Regions from separate parts of the Sus scrofa genome. Here region 2 is linked to region 1. A link is a contact called in public Hi-C data. All regions are on one chromosome and are shown on one strand. Each heading gives the region's core, a stretch centred on a gene start, on an enhancer-like site or on the middle of the called end of the contact. The rest is flanking DNA. Distances are from core to core; before and after follow the strand shown.

The links. Hi-C and Micro-C count contacts between places; a contact is called where the count stands out from the background.
Region 2: a Hi-C map of heart right ventricle shows a contact between it and region 1, with 1.7 times the contacts expected there. The contact joins two enhancer-like sites. A contact is called at or near these places in 4 of 47 Hi-C or Micro-C datasets (embryonic fibroblasts, heart right ventricle, liver and 1 more).

The regions. Positions count from the first base shown.
Region 1 is chr9:12,753,620-12,761,337 of Sscrofa11.1, reverse strand. All of the region lies in intron 1 of GAB2 (GRB2-associated-binding protein 2), which reads left to right. Among named protein-coding and RNA genes, the nearest start is that of GAB2, 94 kb to the left of the region's middle. Within about 2 kb of position 3,132, at least 17 of the 83 cell types and tissues checked have an H3K27ac peak or open chromatin away from gene starts, as enhancers often do.
Region 2 is chr9:12,899,312-12,907,029 of Sscrofa11.1, reverse strand. It overlaps NARS2 (probable asparagine--tRNA ligase, mitochondrial), which reads left to right. Exons shown (of 14, transcript XR_002335551.1): 10 at 1,481-1,547; 11 at 3,466-3,603. Among named protein-coding and RNA genes, the nearest start is that of GAB2, 52 kb to the right of the region's middle. Within about 2 kb of position 3,364, at least 11 of the 83 cell types and tissues checked have an H3K27ac peak or open chromatin away from gene starts, as enhancers often do.

The DNA.
Region 1 (7,718 bases), core at 1,883-4,382:
TGCTGTGTCTATGCGTTTGACCTCTCTACGTACTTCCTATAAGTGGAACATACAGGAGTTGTCTTTTTTGTGATTGGTTTATTTCCTAAGGATAAAATTGGAAGGTTCATCCCTCTTGTAGCATGTGTCAGAATGGTCTTCCTTTTCAAGGCGAATAATATTCCATTGTATGTATATACTACATTTTATTTCTCCACTCATCCATGCAAGGGCACTGGATTGCTTCCACCTTTTGGTTATTTTGAATAATAATGCTCCTGTGAACATGGGTACACACATAGTGTTCAAGACCCTGCTTTCAGTTCTTTTTTTGGTATAATCTCAGAAGTGGGATTGCTAGGTCATATGGAAATTCTATTTTTAATTTTTTTGAGGAACTACCAGACTGTATTCCATGGTAGCTGAACCATCTTCCATTCCCACCACAGTGCCCAAGGGTTCCACTTCCTTCACATCATTAACAACGCTAGTTATTTTCCATTTTTTTGAAAGCAGTCATCTCGGTGGATGTGGGGTAGTATCTCACTGTGGTTTTGATTTGCATTTTCATAATGATTAGTGATGTTGAGGATTTTTTCAGGTGCTTATTGGCCATTTGAATATCTTTTTTGGAGAAATGTCTCTTCAAATCCTCTGCCTGTATTTTAATCAGGTTATTTTTGTTGCTGTGCTGAGTTGTAACAGTTCTTCCTATAGTCTGGATATTAACCCCTTAAAATCACATATATGATCTGCAGCTATTTCTCTTATTCCATGGGTTGTCTTTTTGGTTTTTTGATTGTGTCCTATGATTCACAGAAGTTTTTAATTTTTACATAGTTCACTTGACCTATTTTTTTTATTCGGTTACCTGTGCTTTTGGGGTTATAGCCAAGAAATCATTGCCAATTCCAACATCATGGAGCTTTCCCTGTATGTTTTCTTCTAAGAGTTTTTGTAGTTTTAGATCTTACATTTAAGTCTTTGATCCATTTTTAGTTAATTTTTTTGTACATGGTTTATGAAGTCCATGTTCATTCTTGCTTTCCCATCACCATTTGTTCCATCATTTTATAGGCATGATAATCCTGGGATGTGTTATGACTGTCTTATAGATGAGAAAACAGAAGTTGAATTATTTCTGGGCCCTTGGTAACCTAGGTAAGCCACAGGCATAAAAGAAGGGGAAAAAGACCATTTATGATGTAAAGTGAGGGGAAGAAGGGAATGGAGAGGGAGGAAGATAAACTGCACAGGCAGCTAGCCCTGAGCGGGACTCAGTAGCTTCTGGGGCACTTGAGGGCACTTCTACTTCTGCCCCTTGACTCTCCTCTTCCCTCGGCTGTCTGTACTTCTCTGATTCTCCTAGGGTAGCTCCTTCAGTTTGCTGACTCTGGTGAAATTCTTTTAGGAGGGTCATTTAGTCTGTCCCAACCTGTCTTCTCAGCCTTCTCTGTGTGATTTCCTTTCAGCCACCGTGAACCTGTACTTGAGCTGTGTTGGTCTCAGGGCTCCAGAAACAAGTCCTAACTTTAACCACAAGGTCATTTTAGTCTCGCTGCCTCTAGTGCAGTGCTCTGTTTTCCGGGGGCCCCATGTTCATCTCTACATCGCCACAGCATGTGGCACGTGCCACCAACAGAAGTGGGTGCTCAGTAAATATGGTGAAAAGATGACTGGACAGTTTTTGTTCATAGTGATTATGAACGCATAACCATCCAGCATGTGCATTTCCGCCTGACTTGGAGGGATTTTAAAAGATCATGTGACATGGTTCCTGCCTGCCATGGATGGCAGTCTACTTAGGAAAGGACGAGATACTTTTACCTGCCCTTTCCTATTCTGTTAACATGTAGCCCTTGCCATTTTATGAGTGGCAGGGAGGACTGGTCTTAGCTCCATTTCACTGTTAGGATGCTAAAGCACAGCAGCGTTGAGGGCTTTGGCTGAGGTCACCCAGATAGACGATTGAGGTGGGACTTGACCTGGGTGACTGACCAGGAAAGATGCTTCCCACTTGAAACAACTCAGTTTGTTCATCCACAAAATGAAGATAATATCATGTACTTCCCAGGTGGCTGTGAGTACTGACAATCAGTGTACGTGAGCAGAGTTTAGCACCATACTGACACATCATATTGATGCTCACGTGCCAGCCATTATTATGCTGGTGCTTTGTCCCTCTTGTAACACACTGGCTGTTACTTTGCAGAAGAGCTTGAAAGTTCCATCACAATAATGTTGCCTCAGACTGTTGGGAATATTAGCAACTACTCCCGTTTACATGTGAGTCCGATGTAAAGTACCTCATGTGATGCCTCTCCGACTCAGGGGGGCCATGGATGACTCCTTTACTTCCCCTCCTGGCTTTGTGCTTTAATGAGTGAATTACATGAGTCTTGATACTTCTAAGTCCAGAGGCTAAGGAATAATCCAGTTAGGGCTAGAACAGAGACTTCTCTCATAACTTCGAGACTGAGCTCTCTTAGTTACTCTTTCTGCAAGCTTCTCTACATTCCCTTCACTGTGTGTGGGTGAGTGTCAGTGTGCATCCGCGTACACACATGTGTATGCGTGTATGATAGTGGATTTAAGTTGGTAAGATCACTGAGCATAGTAGAAGCTAATCTGTACCGATGTCTTATTTTCAATTTGCAGAGGCCCCAGGGCACTTGCGTGATAAATGGTGCCATGTAAATTAAAATGCAACTAAGGATCTCTTCAGTGTTTCTTGAATTAAGTTTATTATGTGTGCTAATTTGCACCTAGAGGCTTTTGTTGTTATTTGTTGTAGTGACTGTGGCAGTAATGAGCCTGCTCCCAGCATAGCTTGGCATGTGCCCCATAGACAGTTTATTTGCATTTGGCAGGACTCCATGGTGTACCCTGAACAAAGGAATCAGCCTCTTTGGGGGCTGGAAAAAAAAGTCACAGGGAGGCTGTGAGTCTTGCTCATGATCCCCAACGATCCTGAGTTGGGGGATTACCAGGCCGTTCTTGTTCCATTCCTAACTAGGCTATTCCTTAACCTCTGGAATATCAAGTCCCTTGTAATTCACCCATAAAAGCACAAAGGCAGGGGAGGGGTGGGGGTGGAGGGCCAAGGAAAGGCACCATTCACTGAGCATCTGAGTCAGACAGAAATCACATGAGCTGCTTTACATAGGCTCACATGCAAAGCAAGAGTGGCTATTAATATTCTCTGCAATCCAGGATCTGATCCAGTCCCAGGACTATCTGCTTTATTGTAGTGGGTAACACTTTGTTTATCTGGCAACTGCATTGATCCAAACCATTTGAAGAACTTTAAAAAAGTCTTCAGAGTGGTCCCAGAGGTCACGCTAATGCTTATGCACTTCTGATTCTCATGACAATCTCCTCAGATAAACAGAGCAGGTGATTCTTTCTTGAGGAGTCTTAGAGAGGTCTTGGACCTTTCCCGCGATCACACGGTAAATAGCAGACTGAGGATTGAACCCAGGTTCCTTGGGAGATCACCACCTAAAGATTCTCTAATGCTAAGAGTCAACAGAAAGCTGTGTATTGTTGAATAATGTCTTATTTTCAGTTCCTGTTTCTGCTACCATCGTTGAGAGTCCTAATACTTCGGACCTAAGAAGCTGGAGAAATTCTTGGATGAAAGCTATAAAGGCAGGTCTGAGTTTAAAAGAGGAAGGCTTGGTTAGCAAGAAGAGCTCAGAGGAAAAAAGTCAGGAGTCCTGGCTTTGGCACTTCATAGGTTTTCTTATCTATGGTTAAGTTATTTAGCTGCTTCATGCTCCAGTTGCTTCATCTTTAAAATGGGATAATAATAGTAACTACTCATAGGATGGTTGTAAGGATGAAATATATCTATAGTACCATAGCTCAGTGCCTGACATGGAGTAAATGTATGTAGTTATTATTCTTGTACATAAACACCACACAGCTTGGAGAAAGTGCAAAATAATCTCCCTCTTACTTTTCCCTTTTTTTTTTTTTTTTTTTTTTTTTGCACTCTAATCCTGGGTTTATTCAATACAAACCTTTTACTCTATACAGCAAAGTGCAGGCACAACGATATCTAAAATGCTGCAAAGTTACAAAACTCAGAACAAAATTTATAACATTCACTGTACAATAAAAGCCAAAAAGCAATGAACATGTTGCCAAGGTAACCTGCAAGACCACCATGAATACACAACACAAGATCCCGTGATGACCTGGCAGAGCTGGCTCTCAGCTTGCTCACCAGTTTCAGAAAAAGCAGGGGAGGGAGACATGGGCTGAGTGTGTGCATGCATGTGCATTTAGTACATGTGAAAAGAACCATTTGGGGCTGATAAAGGAGGGTATCTGACCCTAAGGTCAGAAGGAGACTCAAGCAGGGGAACAGGGCCAGGCTAACAGGAACGGCAGCTGCCTGAAAGCACACCCTTTCCTGAGGAATTCTGGGAGACCGACAGCTTAGAGCATAGACCTGGCCACCAGACTGGCCCCAGGTCATCTGTGGAATAGAAAAACCTGCTCCCAGGCTGAGACTGTACCACCACCTGGAGCCCCCTGCTCATCCCTGCTAGCTTTGCCACCAGACTGACTCTCAGGAACTAGAAACATGAGGTCTCCACATTTTCTAGCTAGAAAACGAGGGCCTCTTTATAGGCAGACCCCAAACCAACAGCCTTTCTGCAGGTGGAACTCTGCCCCAAAGGAAATGTTTCAGTTGCTGCCCTCACCTTTGGAGCCTGTCCCTGAGTGAGGGACCTCTTTCCTGTTGCTACTCCTTCATCCAGAAAAGTGACAGAAGTGAGTTCGATGGGATACGAGTCACAGTGGTCAAGCTTCAGTAGCCCTGCTTGTCAGAGGAGGTGGAGCTGGAGTGGCTCCTGTGGCCACTGGAATAGTCAGGGGAACCTGCAAGGAGGGGCGCGTGACCTCCTCATCGATGGGGGTGACCTGTGCCACGTTCTCCTGGAAGGGCAGAATTCCCCAAGGGTGGCCCAGGCTAGGGGACCAGCACAGTGGTGGCCATCGATTTGTCCTCCATTTGTGCTTCAACACCTTCTCTGCTTCATCTGGATTCTCAAGCTCCACGTATGCGTAGCCTTTAGACCCATAAGGGTGCATCTTTTCTACAGGCATGTCCATCATTTAAATTTTCCCTGGGTAGAGAATATCTCCACAATGGGATCCATGGTCACCTTCCTGGGGAGCCTCCCAGTGTGCACTTCAGTGGGTTTCCTTTCCTTTCCATCTCTTTTTCGGGGTATGGGTATGGGGCAGGAACGCCGCCTGTTGTCAGGTCTGAAGGCCAGAGGAACTGCAGGTGCTGGGGCTGCAGAATGTGCCGCAGCTTCCTGAGCAGCTTGCTGCCAGGCGCTAGAGCGGCTGCTGGAGCCTGCGCTGGACCGACACCTGGTGCTGCTCCTACCACTGGAAACGCTGGACCTCTTTCGAGTTTTATCCTGCCAGGATCCTTCTCTCTTGACTCCTTGGTGACCCCTTTGTCTTCAGAGCAGCCCTTGGCCTGCTCATCAGGGCCATCTTTGCTTTGGCGATGAGAGGAGCTCTAGTGCTGGACTTATTATTTTGTTTGACTCCTAACAAGCTCTTTTTTTGTCATTCCTCATAAATCCCTTCTCCCCTTCTGCTGTGTTCAGAAGCAGCGGTGGTGGCCTCATTTATCTGAACTCTCACTTCTAACTTGAGTCTGAGAAACGATCTCCGATTGGTTGCTTTGTGCACCAAAGGGTGATCTCTGATTGGTTGCTGTGTGCACCAAAGGGCAGCGTCTTTTCGCCCTGCAACCTCCTCCCGCTCTCCTCAGCTGCTAAGGCCAGCCTTCCCTGTATTTTATTATTTTTTCCCCATTTTATTATTATTATTTTTAATAGTTATTTCCCCAAGACAATTTTTTTTCTACTGTACAGCATGGTGACCCAGTTACACACACGTACACATTCTGTTTTCGCACATTATCATGCTCCCTCATAAGTGACTAGACATAGTTCTTATTGAAGAAGTACAGGGAAATAATTTCTCTTTACCCCTTTTCCTCCTTCTCGTCTTCCTCCATTTCTTCCTCTTCCTCCGTAGGAGAGCGTGGCTCAGCACTTACATTAACACCAGGAGGCATTCAGCTGATCGTGGCAGGCACCGGATTCCTGACATCTTACATGATATTCTGCTATATGACACAGACATGCCAAAAAAAAAAAAAAAAAAATTCAGGAGTTCCCATCGTGGCACAGCAGAAACGAATCCAACTAGGAACCATGATGTTTCGGGTTTCATCCCTGGCCTCGCTCGGTGGGTTAAGGATCCAGCATTGCCATGAGCTGTGGTATAGGTTGCAGGCACGGCTCGGATCTTGGCGTTGCTGTGGCTGTGGTGTAGTCTGGCACCTGTATCTTGGATTAGATTTTTAGCCTGGGAACCTCCATATGCTGAGGGTGTGGCCCTAAAAATCAAAACAAAACAAAAAACATTGTTTCCAAGCCTAGAATTGAAAGGGAAGTCAGTATTCTTCATCATTTACAGCAAGGCGTGAACCTCATATCTGTCAATAATAGCTCCAGCATGGCACAGCATTATTTCTTAGATGTAACTGTGTCAGTGGAGCTTACCTATGCCTCTTTCCTTGTGTCTCCCACCCCATCTCAGAGTCTCAGCTGTCTGGTCTCCCCCTGACTCGGCCCACTGAGCTTCTAGCAGGAACCTCTCTGAGGACCCCCATCCCTGTCTGGTGACCTCCTCTCCCTGAGTCTAGATGCCTGGCTACCCTGGTAATCTAATTGCAACTTAGATATTTGCAAAAAGAATTAATGAAGAAACGCATGTATTGAGGCAGTATAAAAGCAATATAATAACCAGTGTCAAGTCATTAACCCCCCACTGCCTGGCCAAGGGCCTGGCCCGAAGCAGTGGCTCCGTGAAGATGTTACATAAACGATTACTTTAGGTGTAATACATGCTTCCTCCTTTGTTAAACTGTTCTCGTATCATATATAAACTTTCCCATTTCTGTCCTCTAGTAGAACTTTATTGTTTAAACGTTTATATTCTTATTTAAGGAAAGAAAATAACCAGCCTCTCTCTTCTACTTCACAACAGTGCTGCCGGATTATCATCTTCATTTTATAGTTGAAGGTTGGTGATATGAAGATCCCAAGCTCATGCAGTTCATAAGTAGGAAAGCAGACCCCAAGACATACTTCCAGCTATTAAATTATTTCTGTTGCAACATGTTATACAGAAGAATTGTATTTTATTTAGTTGTGTTCACCCCTAGAGTAGGAGCCCTTTGAATCAAAGGACAGTCTCCAGCTGCTGCGTGTGCTTCCCAGAGATTCACACATAATGAATGTTTGAAAGCCAAGTGTCCATTTTAACAGGGTCCTCAGTGCTGGAATCGAAGGGATGACCCATGCAGAATTTCATATAAAATCAGTGTTGAGAGAGAGCATGGTTTAGGGGGAAGACAAACCAAACTCTTGCCCTTAGGTCGAGAGTTCCATAATGGGCCTTCTTAACCTTTTAAGACAGACTGGAGGGCACACCGCCGCAGGTCCTCTTTTGGATAATTGGAACCACCAAGCGTATCCTTTACCCTCTCCTGTAAAGGCCGCCGTCTGATACATGCTGCCAGATTCAAGAGAAGTGGTGGTTAACATTACAGTCCTGGGCGAAGGTGCTCCCCAGCTAACTAAAGACTCGTCACTATTGATATCTGGGCTTCTATTAATACTCTCTTTTCACTG
Region 2 (7,718 bases), core at 2,115-4,614, 150 kb before region 1:
CTGGAAGGATGCACAGGAAGCCAATAAGCGATTGTGCTTGCGGAGAGGGATTAGATAGCTACGGGGCAGGGATGGAAGGAAGATGACACTTTGATTCATCTTGATTTTTTTTTTAACTGTGTATATATATCACCTGCTCAAACTGTTGAAACAAATTCTTGATTTGGCTTGCTTTAAGCATGATGGTTTCTTACTCAGGTAACCAGTGATATTTTTCCTACAGTCTTAGGTACTTGAATATATCACAGAACCCTTACTGTGGCCTGAAAGGGTTCATGGGATCTGACCTCTGGCTCCCCTTCCTGTCTGATCTCCTGGCTCTCTAATCCCCTTCTTCAGTATACTGCAGTCACATCGACTTTTTTGTTCCTCGAATGAGCCAAGCTGTTGCTCACTTCAGGCTTTTGTATTCACTTTTTTGCCTGGAAAACTTTTTCCCTCAGATATTTATATGGCTCATTTCCTTGCTTCATGCAGGTTTCTGTTTGAATGTCACCAATTCAGTAAGCCCTCTCTTAACCCTCTTATCTAAAATAGCACCCCCAGAGTGTTTCCATCGTGGCTCAAGGGAAATGAACCTGACTAGTATCCATGAGGACGTAGGTTCGATCCCTGGCCTCGCTCAGTGGGTTAAGGATCCAGTGTTGCCGTGAGCTGTAGTGTAGGTTTACATACACAGCTTGGATCTGGTGTGGCTGTAGCTATGGCTATGGTGTATAGGCCAGCAGCTACAGCTCCAATTCGACCCCTAGCCTGGGAACCTCCACAAGTGCAGCCATAAAAAGACCAAAAAAAAAAAAAAAAATAGCACCCAAACACCCTGTTTTTACCTTGCTTTGTTTTTCTTCATAGTACCAATAGCTCCCTGGTGTTACATTATTTCTTTTCATCTCTTTCCCCAAACCTCCATTGTGCACACTCACACAGACACACACAGACACACACACACACACACACACACACACACACACACACACACACACACACACACACACACACACACACACACACACACACACACACACACACACACACACGGATAGCTCCGTAAAGGCTGGGGCTTTGTTTTTATTTACTGTACCTCCAGTGCCTAGAATAATGCCTAGCACATAGTAAGTGTTGTAAATGACAGCTTTAGGGGGAGACTTGCTCTTTTCAGCTCCAGTCTTTTACCCCTTTTATTAGGGCATTGTTATAACATGAATTCAGAGAAAAATCTTTACTGTCTTAAGTGACTAGCTTCTCCATGTAAACTGCAGGTAGATCAGGAGTGGTGTCATTGAATGGCCATTTCTCGTCACACTGATCAGACTCTTGTAGGATTAGGTTAACCTTAATTCCTAGTAACGAAACAATCATTTAATATTCGTGTGTGATATCAAAGACTGTATGGTAATAGGCTTTTTCCAGTTTTCAATGCCTTAGTTAACAGCAGCCCAATGTACTGACCTTTGTCTGCTTTCACCCTGTTTCTCTCCAGCATTTCTTATACTGAGGCAGTGGAGATCTTAAAGCAAGCATCCGAGAACTTCACCTTCACCCCAGAGGTAGTAGTTATTTTTATATATACATATATTTATGTATGAATGTATGGTTCACTCTTATGTTTATCTGATTTCATCCTTTAAAATATCTTGGTTTTTTTGTTTTTTTGGGGGGTTTTTTTTTTTGCCTTTTTAGAGGCTGCACCCTCGGCATATGGAGGCTCCCAGGCTAGGGGTCTAATTGGAGCTACAGCTGCCGACCCATGCCACAACCACAGCAACATCAGATCCAAGCTGTATCTGCAACCTATACCACACCTCACAGCAACGCTGGGTCCTTAACCCACTGATCGAGGCCAGGGGTCGAATCCATTTCTGCTGTGTCAAGACAGGCACTCTCTCTTATTTTTACTAGCAATGTGCAATATTTGCATATCTGTACATTGGCTTTTTTTTTTTTTTTTGTCCTTTTAGAGCTACATCCGTGGCATAGGAAAGTTCCCTGGGTAGGGGTTGAATCGGAGGTGCAGCTGCCGGCCTACACCACAGCCACAGCGACACCAGATCCAAGCCATGTCTGTGACCTACACCACAGCTCACAGCAAAGCCAGATCCTTTAACCTACTGAGCACAGCCATGGATACAAGTTGGGTTCATTACTGCTGTGCCATGACGGGAACTCCAACATTGACTTTTTTTTTTTTTTTTTTTCTTTTCAACACTTACTGAACCTTGTTGAAATATTTAGAATGAAAAATAATTTTGAAGTAGCATCATATCATTTGGAATAGCAGTGACAAAAGGGTTACAAAGAAATTTTCCAAGTTTAGGAAGATGAAATTCCTTGGAAAGAATGGTAATCATAGCCTATCAGTGTAGAAATCAGCTAGTTCAGTGTTTTCCGTAGTATATTTTGAATGATGTTAACAGGTGATGATAGACAAAAGAGGTTATGTGATCAAAGAAGTTTAGGCAACACATTAAACAGCTTTCCTTTTTCTGTTGAACCTTATAGAGCCTTTTAATTTGTGAGCCACTTTGGAAAATAAGAGTTTGGGGGGTTTTTTTGTGTTTTTTGTTTTTTTTTTCCAAAACTCCTTTATTTTACTGGCAAGGATATAGGCCTGGAAAGTGGGCATGCATGTAATGTTAGAGGCAAGTCTCCTTATTCCTATTCCACTGCTCCCTTCCTGTACTTAAGATATTGCCAGACAAGTGAGAATAATAAGGTAATGTTAAGAGTGTAATACCTTTGTCCTCAAACTATTTCTTACACCAATTCCATTTCCAGTTAAGTCAGATGCTCTCTTAAGTCATAAGGGCCCTGCACTAGTTATATGTATAATCAATTGATTTCTGTGTGTAATTTTTTATTTAATGTTTTTCTTGTACCCTAGAAGCTTCATGAAGTCAGATCTTGTTTTTCTCACCACTCTTTCTAGTGCCTAGTGTGGTACTGGGATTTAATAAACACATTAGTATTTGCTGAATAAATCGATGAATAGTGTTACAAATATTCATCAAAGAGCATCTGATACACAAGTTGACTCTTTTATCTAAAAAAAAAAAAATTCACTGGAAGAAGCCGTCTAGCCAAAGATAGACTCAATATTAGGAATATCATCTTTAATCATTTAATTTCCTGAAACTGTGATTCTGAATCAGCTTTTATACACCATGGAAAACATACTGTGTTTTCTTATAGATGCTATTCATCTGCTAAGTGCTCCCTGAGATGGAGCACAGAAAGCACAGTGTTTATCTGCTGGTTTCAGCTTTCATCTTTCCAGGCCTTTGGATACTCTTGTTAACACACATCTCTCTCCAGTTTATCTGTCTGTGTAACCTCAGCAGACAGCTCCACGCATCCCTGATCCTCCGGGAGAGGAAGCCCTTGGCACTGATGAAAGTTATTTTTAGGTCCTACATTGTCTGTTTCAGCTCTGTCTTCTCCTGTGGTCATTTCTTTTTCTCATTACAGTGGGGTGCTGATCTACACACGGAGCATGAAAAGTACCTGGTGAAGCATTGTGGTGACATCCCGGTCTTTGTCATTAATTATCCCTTATCTCTCAAGCCATTCTACATGAGGGATAACGAAGATGGCCCTCGGCACACAGTAAGAAGAGACATGTGTAAACTGGGGTTAGGCAGTTCAGAGTCTGGGGCTTTCCCTCGATTTAATTTCTTTTACCCTTGGCCATATTTTCTTAAATTCTATGCGTCACTCTTCCCACCTCTTAAAATGGTAACAAAGGCACCTCTGGCAGTGTGTTCCCGGAGAAGATCCCGGAGTTCTGGAAGCGTACGTCCTCATTTCTGTTGCAGGGTGGCCTTCTCCGTGGAGCGGGCGTGAATGTAGGTGTGTTTGTTTTGGTGTTTAAATGACTTAGAGCACGAGAGCCCTGTATAGCAATATGCCCGGTCTGCTGTCAAGTTAAATACTGATTAGGAGACTGCAGGGGTGGGTGAGTGTTGGGTAGAGATGATAGAGTGGCATGATCAGACAAAGGGAGAGCGAGGTCGGCAGAGCAGGCAGCTCGGAGTGCTGTGTTATCAAGTCGAGATAGTCGGGGGAGCACTGGGGAGGGAGCCAAGAGGTCTGGGCAGGCGTCCTTGTGGACCGTCCTCTTCCAGCTCCTCCGTCTGTCTGCTCTCTTTACCGCTTCTCCTCTGTTCTTCCTTTACCCTCAACTGCAGTTGCTTTCTGAATTCTGATTTCCTTTTTTTCCTCTTTTTTGTTTCTTCTCCTCTTTATAAAATTGGCAGTGATGTAAAATAAGAATATATGTGAGCCTTTAAATAAATATTGAATAGTTATATATTTAGTAGCATTAATTGTAAAAGTCCGTGAGACAGATATGTTTCTCTCAGAAAAGGTCCCATACCTAAACTGTGCTATCTGGAGCTTTTCACTTGTCTCTAGATAAATCCCAGCCAGAAGGTGTAGATCAGGACCTACCGGTAAATAAAATGACTTCATCTTAGGTATACAAGGTTATTGCTTTGAATGTATTTCCTGTCTTCTCTTACAGCATTACAAAAACAGTATTAGCCACCAATTAGTGTAAGGAAGCGCTGTCATCTCTAAGTCTCAAAACAACCTTGCCAGAGCTCCCGCTGTGGTACGGCTCATATCCGAACTCCATATGCCATGGGGTGGCCAAAAAAGAAAAGTACTAATTCCCAGAACAACCCTGCCAAGTAACTTATTGTTTAACCCATTTTATGTATAGAAAACTGGGTGCATAGAGACTGATTGCATCCCCAAGGCTGCATGGGTGATAAGTGACAGGGTCAGTATTTAAACCAGATTCCTTCTGGCTCTGAAGTCTGTGTTCTTTTCCACTCTGTCACACTGCCGCAGAACCCCAAATATAAAATTGCATTTTAACCACTGATTTTACTCACCCCCAGCTTTCACACCAACGTTATCCAAAACCAATGAGCAGCGCAATTGATTTATGATTCTCATTTTCTCTTTTCCTTACCAACTCTGGTATAACTGATTATGAGAAACGAAGGCCCACAAGTTGGCAGCAAAGAAAATAGTGTCTAGGGCATAGATTATCCAGTCTTAGATAATTCACAGTGTTGAGCTTTCATCACAAAACAGTGGTGCTGTGTCGTTTCTCTTGGCTTTTTTTTTAATCACTCCGCCCTATCCTACTTCCACCTCCCTCCCCATCACACACTCCATGTAGTCCTCTCATAATTTTCCTGCGTAGAGCAATTTTCAGTCTTGCACTAGTGCATCTCTCTCTCTTTTTTTTTTTTTAGTTAATGCAAACTTTATTTATAAAAGATTCTTAAGTTAGTTGTATCATGCCATGCATTCATACAGAATACAGCGACCCTTCCAGGCTATAAGAAGAGCTCACAAACACAAAGGAAAACTAGTAAAGAGTTTCTAAGAGGTAAAAGCTAGGAAAGATTAGGACACCTTTACAAATGAGCAATTAAAAATAGAACAAAAGAAAAAGGAAATGGAAACTCGTTGGAGCTGAGAGGAGGGCAGCTCTTTCCAGGTCTGTACACTAAACTAAGACACAGACCCTTGTGCATTTTTTAGAAATACTCTGCTTAAGGCTTTCCTTCTCTGTAAAAGCCTTTTTGCACGGATTTCTGTAGCATTTAAGGAATTAGTAAAACTGATCGTAGAATGTCTGTTTTTTGTAGTCTTTGTGTAAGTTTCGCTTTCTCAAATGAAACTCCTGACATCTTCAGGATGGTGAGTGAGTATTCTGTAACCACCACAGCATCGAGTACTCCTGCCTCATCCCTCCAATGTGATTTCCAATTATTCCCTCTAATTGCACCGCTGAAGGCCTGGGATCACTTTATTAAGCGCAACAGACTTTCTTTTTTTTTTTTTTTATTTTATTGGAGTTGACTTATAATGTTGCATTTGTTTCAAGTGTAAAGCAAAATGAATCAGTCATACATATGAATATGAATATATCCATTCATTTTTCCCATATAGGTTATTACAAACTGTTGAATAGATTTCCCTGTGCCGTACAGTAGGTTCTCATTGATCAGATGTATAGCACAGGAAAATCTATAAGGTTATTCCCACCTTCTTAATTCTTCTCTCCCCCCAATGGTTTCCCCTCTGGTAACCATAAGATTGGTTTTGAAATCTGTGAGTTTGTTTCTGCTTTATAAGTAAGTTCTTTTGTGCAGTTTTTATAGATTGCACATATAAATGATATCATATGATACTTGTCTATCTTACTTCATTCAGTATAATAATCTCTACATCCATCCATGTTGCTGCAGAGAGCATTATTTCATTCTTTTTAATGGGTGAATAGTATTCCATTATATATATGTACCACATCTTTTTTTTTTTTTTGATCTTTTTAGGGCCACGCCCACAGCACGTGGAGGTTCCCAGAGCTAAATTATTAAAATATAATTTAAACTATATACAACCTAGATTTGTTATCAACCTACTTGTACAAACTATCTGCTTCTACCCTCACTTTATTTTTTTAACTCAGTGAATTTTATTATACTTATCGTTGTACAACCATCATCACAGTCTAATTTTATAATATTTCCATCCCAAATCCCCAGCCCATCCCTCCCCCACCAACCTGTCTCCTTTAGTAACCATAGTTTTTCAAAGTCTGTGAGTCATTTTCTGTTCTGCAAATAAATTCCTTGTGTCTTTATTTGAGATTCAACATATAATTGATAGCATATAATGTTGGTGTCTCACCGTCTGACTAAATTCACTTAGCATGATAATTTCTAGGTCCATCATGTTGCTATGAATGCCGTTATTTCATTCCTTTTTATGTGAGTAATATTCCATTGTGTGTATGTACCACATCTTTATCCACTCCTCTGTCGATGGACATTTAGATTGCTTCCATGTCTTGGATATTGTATATAGTGCTGCAGTGGTCATGGGAGCACCTGTTTCATTTCAAGTCAAGGTTTTCTCTGGATAGATGCCGAAGACTGGGGGATTTCTGGATCAAATGGCAATTCTATTTTTAGTTTTTTGAGGGATCTCCATACTGTTTTCTGTAGTGATTGCACCAATTTACAGTCCCACCAACAGTGAATGAGGGTTTCCTTTTCTCCACACCTCTCCAGCACTTATTGTTTGTGGACTTTTTGATGATGGCCATTCTGATTGGTGAAAGACGGTACCTCATAGTGGCTTTGATTTGCATTTCTCTAATAATGAGTGATGTCGAACATCTTTTCATGTGTTTTTTGGTGATCTGTATGTCGTCTTGGAAAAATTGTCTGTTTAGGTCTTCTGCCCATTTTTTTAAAGGGGTTGTTTGGGTTTTTTTGGTATTGACATGCAGGAAGTGTTTATAAGTTTTACAGATTAATCCCTTGTCAGTTGATTTCACTTGCAAATATTTTCTCTTATTCTGTGAGTTGTGTTTTCATTTCGTTTAGGGTTTACTTTGCTGTGTAGAAACTTTTAAGTTTAATTAGGTCCCATTTATTTATTTTTGGTTTTGTTGTCATTATTCTAGGAGGTGGATCTGAGAAGATACTGCTGTGGTTCATGTCAGAGAGTGTTTGGCCTCTGTTTTTCTCTAAGAGTTTTATAGTATCTGGTCTTATAGTTAGGTCTTTAAACCATTTTGAGTTTATTTTTATGTGTGGTGTTAGGGAGTGTTCTAATTTCATTCTTTCACATGTAGCTGTCCTGTTTTCCCAGCACCGCTTATTGAAGGGACTGTCTTTTCTCCGTTGTAT